Regions from separate parts of the Mus musculus genome. Here all the other regions are linked to region 3. The links are chromatin contacts, called in public HiChIP or PLAC-seq maps. All regions are on one chromosome and are shown on one strand. Each heading gives the region's core, a stretch centred on a gene start, on an enhancer-like site or on the middle of the called end of the contact. The rest is flanking DNA. Distances are from core to core; before and after follow the strand shown.

The links. HiChIP or PLAC-seq counts read pairs in DNA pulled down with a chosen protein or histone mark.
Region 1: a contact with region 3 is called in an H3K27ac HiChIP or PLAC-seq map of the NIH/3T3 cell line, with 5 times the contacts expected there. The contact joins two enhancer-like sites. A contact is called at or near these places in 3 of 115 datasets of contacts at active chromatin or transcription factors (the NIH/3T3 cell line, astrocytes and pancreatic cancer cells).
Region 2: a FOXA1 HiChIP or PLAC-seq map of pancreatic cancer cells shows a contact between it and region 3. The contact joins the promoter of Liph here to the enhancer-like site in region 3. A contact is called at or near these places in 3 of 39 promoter capture datasets (the 3T3-L1 cell line and hippocampal neurons), 1 of 115 datasets of contacts at active chromatin or transcription factors (pancreatic cancer cells) and 1 of 9 other capture datasets (adipose tissue).

The regions. Positions count from the first base shown.
Region 1 is chr16:22,106,671-22,109,884 of GRCm38.p6, reverse strand. All of the region lies in intron 2 of Igf2bp2 (insulin-like growth factor 2 mRNA binding protein 2), which reads left to right. Among named protein-coding and RNA genes, the nearest start is that of Igf2bp2, 55 kb to the left of the region's middle. Within about 2 kb of position 1,539, at least 68 of the 459 cell types and tissues checked have an H3K27ac peak or open chromatin away from gene starts, as enhancers often do. A contact at or near this core is called in the NIH/3T3 cell line and pancreatic cancer cells, where this site is marked.
Region 2 is chr16:21,993,944-21,996,857 of GRCm38.p6, reverse strand. Liph (lipase, member H) reads left to right here and starts at 1,316. Exons shown (of 10, transcript NM_001083894.1): 1 at 1,316-1,537. The coding sequence starts at 1,489.
Region 3 is chr16:22,837,820-22,840,768 of GRCm38.p6, reverse strand. All of the region lies in intron 2 of Tbccd1 (TBCC domain containing 1), which reads left to right. Among named protein-coding and RNA genes, the nearest start is that of Tbccd1, 18 kb to the left of the region's middle. Within about 2 kb of position 1,413, at least 60 of the 459 cell types and tissues checked have an H3K27ac peak or open chromatin away from gene starts, as enhancers often do. A contact at or near this core is called in the NIH/3T3 cell line and pancreatic cancer cells, where this site is marked.

The DNA of each region.
Region 1 (3,214 bases), core at 290-2,789, 730 kb after region 3:
GATCCCATCTCTTAGAAACAGTGACTGGCAGCCTGCAGCCTGCAGAGCACAGCTTCCTCCCTCCTCACTGCCTTCTCTCACTTCTTACAGTGGGAAGTTACTACCTTTTACTCAACCCCTACACACACACACACACACACACAAGAGAGAGAGAGAGAGAGAGAGAGAGAGAGAGAGAGAGAGAGAGAGAGAGAGAGAGAGAGAGAGAGAGAGGTCTTTCCCCTCCCCATAAACAGGATTCCTGGAGAAACCTTCATTCTTTGCTGTCTCTTATTTCAATGGAAGCAGTGGGGCAGGCTACAGATTCCTCTCTTTAGAATAGTTCCTCTTATCAGGACATCAGAAACTCCCAATTTAACTGCTGTTATAATTTAGTGTATCTCCTCCCATATTTTTGTTTGTTTTAATTACACTATTAAGGCATGCACATGTTCATGCATGGTGTTGTAGACTTTTATGTCAACACTTGGAGTTGATCACGGATTTGAGCTACCCTTGGACTCCTGACCTCTTGGGAAACCGCACTACCTAGAGTGTTTCCTTCAGGGTAAGGGCGTGCATTGGTTACAGAAAGATGTTGACAGATCAGAAGGAATTTAAAGAGGAGCTGGCACTGTTGGAAAGTATAGCCAAAGGGCACTGAAAGAGATGTTTGATGGCCGTTAAGAATGAATGTGAAGGGGGCTGGTGAGACAGATGGCTCAGTGGGTAAAAGCACTGACTGCTCTTCTGAAGGTCCTGAGTTCAAATACCAGCAATCACATGGTGGCTCACAACCACCTGTAATAAGATATGATGCTCTCTTCTGGGGTGTCTGAAGACAGCTACAGTGTACTTACCCATAACAATAAATAAATCTTTGGACCGGAGGGAGCAGAGATCCTGAGTTCAATTCCCTGCAACCGCATATGGCTCACAACCATCTGTACAGCTACAGTGTACTCATATACATAAAATAAGTAAATAAATCTTAAAAAAATGAATGTGAAGGACACAAGCACCACATCTTTGCAGTTATCAAAACAGGAATTAAAAATGAATGCTGCACATGAAAATGCTATAACATAACCCAAGACTTCACGCACTAACCTAAAATACTAATTAAAAAAAAATCATGTATGTCTGAGAGTTTTGTTGGCTGCTGGCAGAAGTCAGAAAACGGCATTGGATCCCCTAGAACTGGAGTTAGCTGTGGGCTGCTGTGTGGGTGCTGGGAACTGAACCCAGGTCCTCTACAAGAGGCGACCAGTGCTTTTAACCACCAAGCCAACTAAAACTTAGCTCCTAAAATTAATTTTTAAAAACCTCTAAAAGAAAAAACAGTGTTCAATGTAAAAAAAAAATCATCTTATTTTTATGGTAAAATTTATTAGCTTGAGAATTAAAGTCCTAAAGGAAGTGGGAAAAGCTGTGTAGGAGCCGCTCTGAGCTGCTGAGGGCTCTTGTAGTTCTAATTTTGAAGGCTGAGGTCATGCCTGCTCTTCCCAGCATGGATTTGTCACCTAGTTCTGATTACACAGTTTTGCATATCAGGGTCAGAAGGTGGAGTCTGGTTGCAGTTGGGGGGAAGCCAGGCTGACTCAGCACGATGTCACAGAGAATGTCATGAGCATTTGGGTGTTTTAATTCTATCAGCGTCTCTCTCATGGTGCCCCCTGCTGGGATCTCAGATTATAAACAAGATAGGAGTGTAGCGATAGATAAACTGCCACACTTGGTGAAGTGCAGCAGTAGGTTGCTTACGCAGTTCAGTTGCCCTTGAATCGTCCCTGCATGGGTATGGAACAATCTTGTACATACTGCCAGCGGAGGGGACAGACACCAGGGCTGACACATAAAACCTTAGGTTAAAGCTGCCAAGAGAAGAGCATACAGGATCAGAGCCTTGGCTCTGGCAGCCTTATTAAGCCAGCTTTAGCCACCCAACCACCTCTATAGGCCAATTAAACAAATAATTATGAAAAGTAGAAAAAGAGGTTTATTCAGTGTGGCCACATTAGGAGGAAGAACAGAGATCCAGAGAGAGAACTCTCCCTCCGGCCATCTCCCTGTCCTAACATGCAATTTAGGTTTAAATAGCAGGCAGGAGGCATGAATGAATAACTATCAGTCCTAGGAAAGGCGTGACCCACCCCATCGCTGCAGTTAGAGCACCAGTCTGTCAGACTGAAATCAGCTCACCCTGTGGCTGGAACCAGAGTCCGAGTCTTTGCATTTCCTAGCATGGGACTCCTGGGAACCCCGATGTCTTGGGTCTATTGTGACAACAGTCTTATAGCCAGGGACAGGAGGCAGAAGTGTCTTGTAGGATACCTTTATTCCTGCCTGGACAATTGCACGGTCACCTTGGCATTGTCTCTGCTTTGTGGCAGTCAGGCAAGGGAGGTACCCATCAACTCAGCAGAAACCTGAAGGGCATGTGGTACCTGTCGGGAGGGAGCCATCGGGAGCCCACTGCTGCTCTTGGAAGGAACTTAGCTGGCATGCCAGTCCTAATGAGGACTGTTCTGGATCCAACCAGATGTGGGGGCAACCTACTTTATAATCTGGTTATTTTGATCTAACAACAGTATTTTAATAGGTGACCTGAGGGTCCACTGAGTAAAACTTCTGGGTGCGAGCAAGCCAGCTAGTTTTCAGAGGAGTCTTTTTGGTGTGAGCAGTGTAGTGTGGTCAGGGTGGAGTTAAGGATGTGTGTGCCCGTGGCTTAGATTCATCTGTTCCCACACTGTTCACCTCTAGTGCTTCCTTAGTCACTCACTTTTTGAGTGTCAATTTGGGGACATGTTTGGAATCTGGTGATGACCATGGAGGTAGACCTGGGGATGAAGCAGGTTTCTGAGACTTACAGCTCCGAAGCAATGTTATGAGTGTTTAGTGACCAAGAGTCTTCAGCTTTTTTGACCTCATACCTATTGTATTTTCCCAAAAGAGCCCTGTAATTAAGCTCTTTACCAAGGTCTTGGCTTCAAATTAGACATACACGTGATAACAGAGATAAAGAAATATCATAAAACCCAAGAGAACATGATCTCCCTGGCCTTGGGCAGATCAGTCTTTTTCCTTCTTCCTTCTTCTAAAAGGAGTTGATACTTTTGATTTTTGTTGTTGTTGTTTGGTTTGGTTTGGTTTTTCGAGACAGGGTTTCTCTGTATAGCCCTGGCTGTCCTGGAACTCACGCTGTAGACCAGGCTGGCCTCGAACTCAGAAATCC
Region 2 (2,914 bases), core at 67-2,566, 840 kb after region 3:
CCTCAAGTTCCTCCTGAAGCCCCCTTCTCAGGTTTTCTTTGTTTTGTTTTGGTTTGGTTTTTCAAGACACCGGGTTTCTCTCTATAGCCCTGGCTGTCCTGGAACTCACTTTGTAGACCAGGCTGGCCTCCCACCACTGCCCGGCTCCCCTTCTCTGTTCTATAGCAAGTCTTCAGAGGGGTGGGGACAGTGTCAGCTGTGTGACCTGGAAGATAGTACCTGGAGTTAGCAAGAGGCAGGAGCAATTACTTTGGCAGCAGGCATAGTGTTGAAGACTTGAGCTCACATACCTCATTTAGTCTGCATAACCCCGTGAGTCAAGAGATCTTATCTTCATTTCATGATTGAGAAAGTTGAGACACACAGAACATAAATGTTTTATTTATTGAGGCCACATACCTCTGTCAAGAAGCACTTGACACAGGCACCTCGACAATGCTAAATGACTAATGGCTTATGCCTGATGTTTGAGTGAAAATGTGGGGTTTTTTTGTTGTTAGGTTTTGTCCTTACTATTTTTAAGGTTTTCAAATACCCAGAAACTTATGATTAGGGGAATTTTCACTACAAAGAGGGTTACATCACTTTGCAGTGTATCCTGTCATTAGTGACCTGCCTTTCCATCTAGGCTAGGTACACTCTTTACTGCCAAAGTACCCTCACCCACAATAACCTCACAGAGCAGAAGGATTGGTTACTTCTAGTGTAGGCCTTAGAAAGGTTGGAAAGATGTAGATGTGTTCTTCCCCTTTAAGACGACAACTGGATGGGTGAGATTGCACAGCGGGTAAAGGTGCTTGTCCCCAGGCCTGACCCCAAGACTATGCAACGGAAGGACAGGGACTGCAACCCACACTCACCTGCCACACTCAGTAAATAAAATGCAAAAATAAAAACTCAGTTATGAGGGAGACCAGGACTCTGGATGAGAAGTAAGCAAGCTAAGTACAACTCTGAAGCATAGAGAGATTCGTAAATTAGGCTGTATAGCTGAACTCAATGAAATGTTTTTAATAAAAGTCTAAAGACAGCTCTGTGGAGACCTTGGAGTTAACATGAACGTGGCTTTGTATACATAGTGGCGATAGGAGAATACTGACCCGGATTTGTCATCCGGGATTCATTCATAAAGGAAAAGGATTCCAAATGAGGTTGATTTCAACACACCAAGCCAAACAGCTAGGAAACCGCCCACGAAGAAGGAAACCTTTTACTCGGCATCCTTCAAATGCAAATGACACATTAACATATGCACCAATTGTGCAAGCAGAAAGTCCCAGACCTTTTATTGCAAAGAGGAGGAGCCAAAGATCCTGACAGGACTAACAGGGCCACAGAGCCTCCCTCGGGGACTTCCTGTTGTCACGGACTCACTCGCTTCGAGAAAGCCAGACTTCAGGGTGGGACGCGGGAACGCGGGAACGCCAGGCTCTGTGCGGAGTGCGACACGTCCTCGTGTTTGGGGCACATGATCTCTTGAGGTTCCCTATGCTGAGGCTATGTTTTTTCATCAGTTTCATGTGCTTGGTGAAATCAGGTAGGTCATTTAGCCAATGTCTTTAAGAAGTATTAGTGGACGTCAAAGTTCTATGTGAGCATATTTGAGGCCAGGAGCTATGGGTAAAATGAGCTTCCTTATGGTGATTTTTTTTTTTCCCTCTCAACCATAGATCAAACCCTTATCTCTTGAGTTAACTTGAAAAGGCTAAGGGTAGTATTAATTTTTTCTTAGTTAAATTGTGTCTTCTGACCTACATAAAATTAAATAACTTATTTTTTGAAACTGTAAAAATTTATTTTGTGATGTTTACGTAGAGAAGTCTCTCTCTCTCTCTCTCTCTCTCTCTCTCTCTCTCTTTCTCTCTCTCCCTCTTTTTTTGTTTTTTCGAGACAGGGTTTCTCTGTGTAGCCTTGGCTGTCCTGGAACTCACTCTGTAGACCAGGCTGGCCTCGAACTCATTTTCTCTTTTTTTGTTTTATATTTTTTTGCAATGGTAAATTTGTATACTTTCGTGTATTTATTTAGGTGTATTTAAACCACTGTTACAAAAATAATAATTTCATATAAATAAATTCCTTATAATAGTATGTGATATATTTATATCTTAAAAATTATTAATTGCCAGGCCATGGATGTAGTTCAGTCATAGAATATATGCCTAGTATGTATAACATTCTGGGTTCAATTTCTAATACAAGGAAAGATAATAAAATCAAAATGAAAATATGAATCTCCGTGTTGAGATAGCAAACCTGAAGGGAAATGTACTTCTCAGTCCTTCCTGGAACCCACTTCCGTCTCACACAAAGCTTGTGACTGTGAATTCTGACATAAGTTGTATTTGTTTAAGACAGGGTTTCTCTGTGTAGCCCTGGCTGCCCAGAACTTACAGTGTAAACCAGGCCAGTCTTGAACTCACTGGGGTAAAGGTGTTCACCACTACACCCAGCCTTGAAATAACTGTTTAAAGGGCAGGGGGCAGATATCAGACCTGCAGACCACTCATGCTCCACAGCTTCTAAAAATGGCACACGCTGTTTGCTCTACGGAAGTAACCTTAGGTGGAGGCAGCGCAGATGGTGCTAGGTCCTTTTAAACCTATGGCCTTAACACACTACTGAGTTATGTTCCCAACTGCAAGAATAACGCAAACAAACAAACAAACAAACAAACTGGAAACCTTAAATGCAGACTAGATATGGTAGAAATGTCTCTACTCCAGGACTGGGTAAGGTTTCAGATATCAAACTGTTTTCCATTACATTTGTTAACTTATTTCATATGTTTGGGCACACAAGCCACAGGGCACATGTGGAGGTCAGAGTGCAGCATGTAGGAGCTGGTTTTCTACTCCCACTGTGTGGTACTGGCTCCAACTCAGGCTGTCGGGCTGTCAGTTGCCTTGACCCACCG
Region 3 (2,949 bases), core at 164-2,663:
TGTAGTGGAATAGGCTGTGCTGTTGGTAAACATTGCTATACCAAAGGGAATAGCTAAACAGAAAGCAGTAACTGGCCCAGAGCACATCCAGACACTATCAGAGCAGACACAAGTTGTTAAAACTCTGACTTCCCTTAAAACCACCAGAAGCTCTTCCTCTATGACTCTGCTAGGCTCAGCTCATACTCCAGCTCTCAGCTTAGAGTCTCATGACTGCAGCTTTCCCAGACTGACACTGTAGACTGGTAGTTCCCAGTTCCAGAGTCCTGGCGGATGTCCCATTATTTCTGTTCAGGGTCTGTTGGCAGTGGATAGTGGATAACAGGACCCCTTCTGTTTTATTCTCAAATCTGTGTGGAAACTGCTGTGTCTCCCTAGCCCTAATGTTACACGTGCCTCCAGCATACATTACACTAAATGCTGGTGATTACTCATCTGGATCAGTTCATCAGCTGTACCTGGGCCTGCTTGACATAGCTAAGGTGGCTAAAGTGTGTTCTTCTGGAAAGCAGGGAGCAGTGTGTGAGAGCTTACAGAGAGTGCTCGGAGCCTGTTCCCGAGACAGACAGTTCTGTCTGAAGGCCCTGAGCCTGTGGTGGAGAGGTAGCTCTGCAGACCTCTGAGGTGCCCTCCAAGTCCCTTTCCTCTTGTCCCCGTGCTTCTGGCCTCACTTTATCCATGCTGATCCCTCCTGGATGCACCTCTCCGTGGCACTTCTTTGCTCCTTTCCTGGAGGAGCTGTAAATCTTTCAAATCCTTTTGCGTTGTTTCCTTTTACATTGAGAAATTCTATTTTTAGATGGTGCTTCTAAAGCCTTCTTTCTGCAGTTCAGATGTAACCCAGGGGCAGCTTGGCAGCTTTGCTGTTTCAGTACTTTCTCTGCCAAGCACCCCAGTTTGTCACTTTTGAATTCTGCCTTCTATAAATCTCTAGGTGGGTATGGGCACAACCCTCTTGCAAGAGCTAACTCAAAGAATCCTGGAAGAACTGCATCTCTTCTGAAGGCAGTACTCAGCAAGACCTAGAGACCTCCCACTAGGGCCCACAGACCTCTCACAGATCCACTGTCTCCTCACATTGCCACGCTGGGCATCCAACTTCAACTCATGACTCACTCACCCAAACCACAGAGACCAGCACCTCTGCCATCATCGACTCCATAGCTAGTAGGAATGACTGGTATGCAAAAAGGTCAGAATACAAGTTCAGAAAAGGGCTTGAGGGTTTTTCATTCTTATGATAGAAATGACTTCACAGAGTATATTAATTATTTATAGTACATTAATTATAGCAACAGCGGCTTAGGCTGATAACTGTTTATTATTTGATCAACAGTCCTACACAGCTGCACTTGATAGGATGAATCTCTGGGCTCTTGTGTGAGCAGTGACTCAAGAAACCACATTTCTGTATTTTGGAGCTACTTAGTGTTAAATGGCTTTGCTGGGTGGGGGAAGGAAACATTGAAATGTAGAGGCTACATAATGTAACAACAGTTTATTGTTCATTTTACACAGAGGCTACACTTGAGCCATAGCTCTCCTCCAGGGTGTGCTTGACAAAGTCTACATCTTCTCCTGTGGGAAGAAATAGCTTCTTTGTAGATCATGCCTATTCTTGTCACAGCTGGGAAGAGCTGCAGATTGGAGGGAACCGGTGTCTTCTCCTCCCATGATGAGCTTGAGAGCAGGTCTTTACGCCGAAGCCATCACCATGGTAACGGCCACAGGTCCATCTGTCACCTTCCTAAATTTCTCCAGCATGCATTATTATTTTACTTGTGTATATATTAAGAGCACATGCATTCTAACTTTTTAGAAAACTTTATATTGCAGTATTGTTAGCTAGAGGCGTGGTACCCACCTCTGTAGTACAGACCCACAGAACTAAATTACCTTGTACGACTGAGGCTTTGTAAGCTTTGACATTGCCTGTTTTCCCTGCCTTCCAGCATTTGATGGTCACTGTTCCCTGTGCTTTTGTGCACTTACTGTGGTTGGACCATAGTTGGAACATGGTCTCCCACGATATCCCGTGTTGGGTTTTAATGCTCATCATGACAGATTGAGAGGACACAGGCTTAGTCTGAGCAAGGTCTCATGGCACAGGTGTAATCCGAGCTGCCAAACAGGCAGGAGGATCATAGGCTCAGGGCAACTGTGCTACAGAGGGAGTTTACGTCCAGCCTAAACAACTTGGCCTCAAAATAATACATAAATAAATAAATAAAATGCATGTATATTATCTATAAAAGATCCTAGTGACTCCACCAAACACTTTCAGAAAAGAAGCAGAATACAAGAAAAAAACATTCAAAAATCAGTAGTTTTTCTATTTTCTAAGATTGAACTTGCTGAGAAAGAAAGAAGAAAGCAATCAGCCAGCCTTGGAGTAAGCATAATCAAGGAGGTGAAAGGCCTCTACACTTTAACACTGAAAGAGGGGATTGAAGAAGACACAGAAAAGAAAAATGGCACCAACCCTCACAGATCAACAGAAGTAATATATATATGTAAATAAAATGGCAATATTACCAAAAGTGATCTACAGGCTTCACACAATTCAAAGTTTTGATGAAATTCTTTGCAATATGAGGGAAAATTATCTTAGAATTCATATAGAGGCACAAATGACCCTGAATAGCCAAAGCAGCTCTATGGAGAAAGAGCAAGGCTGGAGATACCACAATACCTGATCTTAAGTTGTAGTATGGAACCATAGTAACAAAAACAAGCATGTAGACTTACAGACTAGAGGACCCAGAGAAAAACGCAAGCACAGCTACAGCCATCTCATCTTTAACAGACACATGAAAAACACATTGGAGAGGTACTGTCATCTTCAGTAAGTGGTGCTGGGAAAAGTGGATATCCATAAACCAGACCCTCTGCCCTTGGAACAAAACTAACCAAAAATGTACCAGAGACCTGAAACTCTAAAACTGTTAA